Regions from separate parts of the Mus musculus genome. Here region 1 is linked to region 2. Evidence: chromatin contacts called from public Hi-C data. All regions are on one chromosome and are shown on one strand. Each heading gives the region's core, a stretch centred on a gene start, on an enhancer-like site or on the middle of the called end of the contact. The rest is flanking DNA. Distances are from core to core; before and after follow the strand shown. Region 1 holds the start of Fbrs (fibrosin). Region 2 holds the start of Spns1 (spinster homolog 1).

Region 1 (3,612 bases), core at 618-3,117, 1.1 Mb after region 2:
GAACAGGTTAAGGCCTTGAAGATGTTATTTACTCCTCCCAAATGCTGCCATCGCCAACTTAGGACAATCTATCATAGAGAGTCGACCGGCACAAAGTCTGTTAGGGAATTTATCACTATTTTATATCGACAAGAAAACAAGGGTTGTCAAGGAAATGTCCACATTAAAAGAACAGCCAGGGCCAGTGAGATGGCTCCACTGAAAAAGCGCTTGGTACATACATAAGCTTAGTAACCAGAGTTTGATCCCCAAAACCCATGAACATGTTGAAGACTCTACAAAGTTGTCCTCTCGTCTCAACATACATCTAATGGCACTCGCACCCTCACATACATCATGCCCACACACTAATGATACATTAAACAATCAGATCAGAGTGGTACAACCTAAGTGCTGCAGTTGGTGGCACAGTGGCCAGGACCTTCACTCTGGAGCTAGAATCCTGGCAGTTTGTATACAGATACCTTTGGTAAAATGGATCGGAGAGCAAATATTTACCTCGGAACTCATTACCAAGTGAATTAATGTGAGAGAGTACTTCGCACTGGAGTGCAAAGTGTTTATTATTGTTGAGCACAGGAAGGGACGGCCACTGGGAGCTTGGTCTCCGCCCCACCTCTGACTCTCGCGGATCGTGCTTGGGTTTTCTGAGACGCCACGGTAGACAGATCCGCCCAAAGACGGGCAGAAGGCATTAGCGCCATGCGCTTGCGCGAAATACCAACAGGCAAAAAGGCAGCCACTACACACCAGAAAAGCGCACCTAGGACAGCCTAACGCCTACCAGTGGCCTGCTGCCTACCACTCCAGGCACCACCTCCCAGTGCCTCGCACTGTCTCTCAGTAGATGGCCAATAAACAGAGAGCAGGAAGAGGCGGGTGGCCTAAGGAACTGCTCCAAACACCTACTTCGGACCAGTCCAGTCACAAGACCTGGGGAGGGCGGGGCTAACCTGACAACCCAATCCCACATTTGAAGGCTGTTACGTCCGGCACTCCGGCGACTTTGACTCCGCCCTTTGCATTGACGTTTACTTGCCAACCTATAAACGACTGAGCCTCGGAGGGAGGGGGAAGGAGGCGGAGAGAGGAAGGAGGCGTTGGCTGAGGAGGAAGAGGGAGGAGGGGCAGGGAAGTTCTGGTGGAGAAGAGCCGTAGACGCCGAAGAAGACAACAGGAGGATACGGCGGAGTTCCTCACTGTCCAGTGGCCTTTCCGGATCCTTCTAGCTACAAGCCGGTTAGGAACGGAGGAAAGGAGGAAGAGTCTTTTATGTCGGAGGACAGAGAGAGAAGCTCTATCCGTCACCGTTGCCTCACATCCGGGACTTTGGACGGCAGGCTCCGCCCCCTTGCACCTTTCAAGGCTACGGGAGGCGGAGACCTCGTTAAATCTCCTTAAAGGGGTGGGTACCGAACTCGGCCGACTCCAACGCCAGTCTTAAAGGGGACAGCAGAAGCTGACAAACAACTCCTGCTGGAAGAATTGGGGCAAGTGGAGTTTTCCTACCTCCTGCCCCACGCAAGAAGTTCATTAAATTCATCTTAAAGGGGAAGTGACAGCCTGTGAAGGGCTAGAAACTTAGCTACGCTCTCTAAAAAGGGACGACTCGCTGTTTGAAGGCCTCTGGACTCTTTAAAGGGGTGGCCTCTTTCAGCCGGAGGACTTGAGACACTTTTAAAGGGGAAGTCGTGCTTTCCGCCCCTTTTAAAGGGGTGGTCCTTCCTCTTCCTCTGGGAGACTTGCCTCGACCCCTGGCACGGGGCCGCCACCGCACTAGACCAGCCGGACACGGTGGAGTCGTCTTAAAGGGGCCGGGGGCTGGACAATTTGAGGCCTCGCCTTAAAGGGACGGCCGCCCAGTTTTAGTCGTCGCGGCCCCGCCAGCCCTACAGGGGGGGCCTTCAGGCTTGTCGCCCCGGGGGCGGCGCCGGCTCTCTGGGCCTTGGCCTTGGGGCAAGCCAGAGGCCAGCGGATCCTGTTTTAAAGAGGAAGCCGGAGCTCTCCCGTCCCTGTGCAAGCGCCAGCGCCGCGCTCGCGACCCGGGGCCTGTGGACAGGCCGCTTCGGGCCCCGCCGCCTCCGGATGCGGCGCTGAGGGCCGTCACCATGGAGACGGCCGCGGCCCCAGGCCCGGGCTGGGCAGCTGAAGGGGAGCGGCGACGGAGACGCTGCTCGCGGCGAGACCGTGATCGGGAGCAGCGGCGCCGCCGAGGTCCAGGCGGTGACGCGCCCCGGGCCTTGTTGGCCGCCCCGCGAGGCTCTTCATCCTCCTCGTCACCGCCGCCGCCCGCCCGTCCCTGGTCGTCAGCTTCATCTGGAGAGCGGCCTGGGGGCCTACGACGGCGGCGGCCCCGACCCAGGCCTCGACCCCCGAGACCGCGAGCTCGGAAGCGGCCTGCCGGTTCGGGCAGCCGCGGAGAGGAAGAGGACGAGGAGGAAGAGGGGGGCGCAGACGACGGAGAAGCCGAGGAGGAGCCTGAGGAGGAGGAAGAGGAGGAAGACCTGATCGATGGTTTTGCCATCGCTAGCTTTGCCAGCCTTGAGGCCTTGCAGGTGTGCCCTAATGGGATTTGGGGGTCTTTGGGAGGTGGGTCAGAAGGGCAGAGAGAAGGGTATAGCCCTTACAGAGGATGGGGTTGAGGGGGCAGTGGTGACACCCCAAACCAGAGCAACCGGCTCCTCTTGCCGGGTTTCTGCCCCACCCTGGGGTGGGAGGAGGTAGAGCTAGTGTCTGGGGACTACCTAGGTTCCCCTGCTTGAGAGGCACTTGAGTAACTTGGTCACCCTTAGAGAGTTAAGGAGCTTTTCTTTCTCCAACCACATTTCCACCACCTCTTCTACAGAAGGATGCATCTCTTCAGCCCCCAGAACGACTGGAACATCGGCTGAAGCATTCTGGGAAACGGAAGAGGGGGGGCTCCAGTGGGGCCACTGGGGAACCAGGGGACAGCTCAGACCGTGAGCCTGGCCGACCCTCTGGGGATAGGCCCCGTAAATGGCCCAATAAGCGAAGAAGGAAAGAGGTGAGCATGTCCCAGATTCCAGTCCTTCCAATTTGTTCAGTCGGAATATATCATTCCTGTAGACTGACTTCCCACGAGCATCACAACTGCCGATCCCAGCAGTAATCCTAGTGTCTAGGAGCACAGGGGAAGGCAGAACAAATTGGACAGCAGCCCCATCTCCAATCCAGGTCTGAAGGACCTAACTAGAGTCAAACTCACTTGCTTTTGCTTGTGCTATGTATACTACTAACAAGCTGATAATTCAAGAGATACATCAAAGACAGCTGAATTATAAATAAGAGATGTCCTGTCCTTTCCTCTAGCTGGTGGCAGCCTAAGGGGAAAGAAACAGCCAAAAAGCAAGCACCTAGACTAGCTTGAGCAGCTGTGTAAGGCAGTGATCTGGGAGAGATCTAGGCAAAGTGCTACAGAAACCCACATGAGGAAGCCACTCATTCTGTCTGGGGGATGGGCAGAGGGTTGCGGTTAGGGAAAGCCCCCTAGAACGTCTTGGGCCCCAGTGTAGTCAGAAGTTTGCTGAGGAAAGAAGTGAGGAAAAGTTGTTTTGAATACAGTTTTAAGATTTGAGAACCTAGAGTATTAGG
Region 2 (3,224 bases), core at 218-2,717:
TGGATGAGTGTGTTGCCTACCGACTCATAATAACTAGCTGGCTCCCTCTGTGCGATGTCCCAGCTCAAGTGGACAGCCCAAGAGCAGCCACGGCCATTGCCTCCAAGAGCCCTGGCCACTAAAGCTTCACTAGGCAAACCTGCATGTATGTAGGCCTACTTGAGGCAATTAAGAACGAGGGGTTGTGTGGGCAGTAGCCTCACTCACCAGTCTGGATGAGGCCAGTACTACCATCTCCGATGTTAAAGAACTGCTCGATGTCTGTAAGAACCCCTGGAAAGAAAAAACAAAGAATGAGCGCCAAGAGGCGACCCTATCCTGGGGAACTTCTCCCTTGCCTATATCCCTTCTTCGGAGCATCAGTGCGTACCTGCCACGGTGAAGCGGTCCATGTAGTTCAGGAGGTTAATGTAGCACAGAACCACCACTATGAGGGTCGAATGGCCCCGAGATAAGCCAGTGATGCGCTGTAGCCCCTCACAGTCTGGGACCTCGAGTTCCCCGGACTTTGGATTCCCCATGGGTCCTGGCAACCCCGGATGGCCGGGCGCTGGCCCGTCATCAGGATCATCTGCTTGGCTGAGGAAGGGCGCCGTGTCGGACCCGGCCATGGTCCCTGGGGAATCGCAACCGCCCACGCTTCGGTCCTACCTCCGACGGAAGGAGGTTGGAGAGAGGACTGCGAGAAGACTTGCCCACTATCGCCTAGGAGCGTGGTCCGATGCACAGTGCACCACTGCGAAAAGCCCTGGGCTTCGTCATTCCCTCTGGTTCCGACAGAGGAGAGCACACAGGAGGTGCAGGTGACGCTGGGACAGGAGCAGGAAGACCAGGACCCAGTCCCTCTTCTCACGCTGACGCACTCCAAAGCCCGGGAAGGAGCGCGCCACACTCGCTGTTGCTCAGTCCAAGCTCAGCAACACAACTGCCGCCATGTTGCCCAAGAGCAGGTCATGTGACACCGGAGCCCTACCGGAGAAAGTCACCCGGTGCAAGGATTGAACACGTGACCTGCCACCGCCTACGGAAGCCTCCAGGGTTTCTAGGGCTCCTCCGCTATGGTAACCCGACGCTCGTTCCTACTTCCACCAGTAGCCTCCAGGGGGCCTCGCAAGCTGGTGTAATCAATCGCCTAGATGGAATACCCATTTATCCGATTTCACGAGATAGTGGATTATTTGGAAATATTACATCTCTACAGATGCTAGTGAGTTGTTTCCTCTTTTCTTCTTCAGTGACTGGCTGATGGCTTCATTGCTCAGTAATTGTTGGATGAATAGCGGCGAGCAGCTGCCTCCTTTTGTTTACCAATCATGAGCTTTCACTGTGGACATTTAGATTCCTATAGAGTCGGGCGTAGTAGCGCATACCTTTAGTCCCAGGAGAAGGCAGAAGGACGGAGATCTTTGCAATTTCAAGGACAGCCTGGTTTACATAGCGAGTTCCAGGTCAGCCAGGGCTACATACTGAGTGAGACCCTGCCTCCAAGAAAAGATGCTAGAGTTTAGGAGGAAGAGGATGTTTTGTCTATGGCCTCGAGTTTTTCTCCAACCAAGACTAGTGTCCTCGCGCCCTCTGGTGTCTCTCCTGGAGGACAGGCGGAGGCTCAGAACCAATGAACTGCAATGTACCCTGCACCAAAAAATGGCATATGGCTCTAATCCCAGCACTAAAGAGACAGAGGCAGCCGATCTCTGTGGTCGAGGCTAGCCTGGTTTACTGAGCAAGTTCCCGGGTGACCAGGGCTACACGGAGGAACCTTATCATAAACCAACAACAACAAACTCAATCTGGCTGGTGGCACATGCCTTTAATACCTTTAGTCTTGAAAACAAAACATACAAAAAAAAAATCCCACTAGGTGTGGCAGTGAATTAAACAAACCTTTTATCTCAGCACCCACGGAGCAGAGGCTTTTTTTTTTTTGGCTTGTTTTTTCATTTTTCTTTCTTTTATTTCCAAGGTTTCTCTGTATGTCTGACTGTCCTGGAATTCCCTTTTTTGACCAGTGTGGCCACCAATTCACAGGCATCCACCTGCCTTTGCCTTCAGAAGGCTGGGATTAAAGGTGTTCCATGGCGAACCGTCTCAGGTTGCTAGTTTTCCTTAATATACATACATTCTGAATGCAAAATACTATGATTCTATGAAAATACTGTTTTGTGATCCCACTTCCAGAACTGGGATGTAGTTCAGTTGATAGTAAATACTGCCAAGCATTCCTGAAACCCTGGGCTCAAGTCCCCAGTACCTCATTCACCCAGCCCGTTGCAAAAGGTAGAAGGAGGAGAATTGGAAGTTCAAAGTGGTCCTTGATACATAGCAATAGTTAACTTTAATGTGGCTTTGGGTACATAAGACCCAGTCTCGACAAAACAAAAAACAAAACAAAACAAAACAAAAAATTAAAGATTCCTCTTGGGGCTGGAGATGGCTCAGTGGTTAAGAACACTGACTGTTCTTTCAGAGGTCCTGAGTTCAAATCCCACATAGTGGCTCACAACCATTGGATCCAATGCCCTACTCTAGTGTATCTGAAGAGAGCGACAGTGTATCCATATACAGAAAATAAATCTTTTTTTTTTAATATCCCTCTCAGCACAGCAGAGGAAGAGGCAGATAAAAGTTTGAGGATTTGAAGACTGGACTGTATTGAGTCTTAAGTCAGCCTGGACTAGATAATGATGAGATACAGAGACAGAGAAAGAAAGAGAGAGAGAAAGAGAAAGTTAGAGAGAGAGAGAGATTGAGAGTTCGAAAATAGGTAAGGGCCAGCAAGGTGGCTCAGAGGATAAAATACTTGGTACCAATACTGACAATCTGAGTTCTGTCCCTATCCAAATGGCAGAAGAGGATTGCCTGCCACAAGCTGTCCTCTACCTCACACATGTGCCATGACATGCACACAAAATAAAAACGTAATAAAAGATTAAAAACGTAAAACACTGTGAGATGAAAGAAACGTGACATAATAGGTTGCCTACTGCATTACTCAATTCAAATGAAAACCTAGTGTCTGGACACACGCACCAGGCATCCCACATGCTCAGGAGGCAAGTGGGTCACTTGAACCCAGAAAACTGACTCTATCTGGGCTATCTAATGAGTCTCTATCTCAAAAAAAATTTTTTTTTTAAATCATGTTGGCATTTGAGAAAAGCTGAGTCCGTGGCAGATGGATTGAAGGTTAGGAGGGGAGCAGTGAGCATGAAGGGATTTACAGA

Evidence for each region. Hi-C and Micro-C count contacts between places; a contact is called where the count stands out from the background.
Region 1: a contact with region 2 is called in a Hi-C map of B cells, with 6 read pairs. The contact joins the promoter of Fbrs here to the promoter of Spns1 in region 2. A contact is called at or near these places in 1 of 39 promoter capture datasets (pre-B cells) and 1 of 484 Hi-C or Micro-C datasets (B cells).

What each region holds. Positions count from the first base shown.
Region 1 is chr7:127,477,091-127,480,702 of GRCm38.p6, forward strand. Fbrs (fibrosin) reads left to right here and starts at 1,868. Exons shown (of 18, transcript NM_010183.2): 1 at 1,868-2,555; 2 at 2,846-3,025. The coding sequence starts at 2,109.
Region 2 is chr7:126,376,467-126,379,690 of GRCm38.p6, forward strand. Spns1 (spinster homolog 1) reads right to left here and starts at 1,468. Exons shown (of 12, transcript NM_023712.3): 1 at 371-1,468; 2 at 208-273. The coding sequence starts at 611.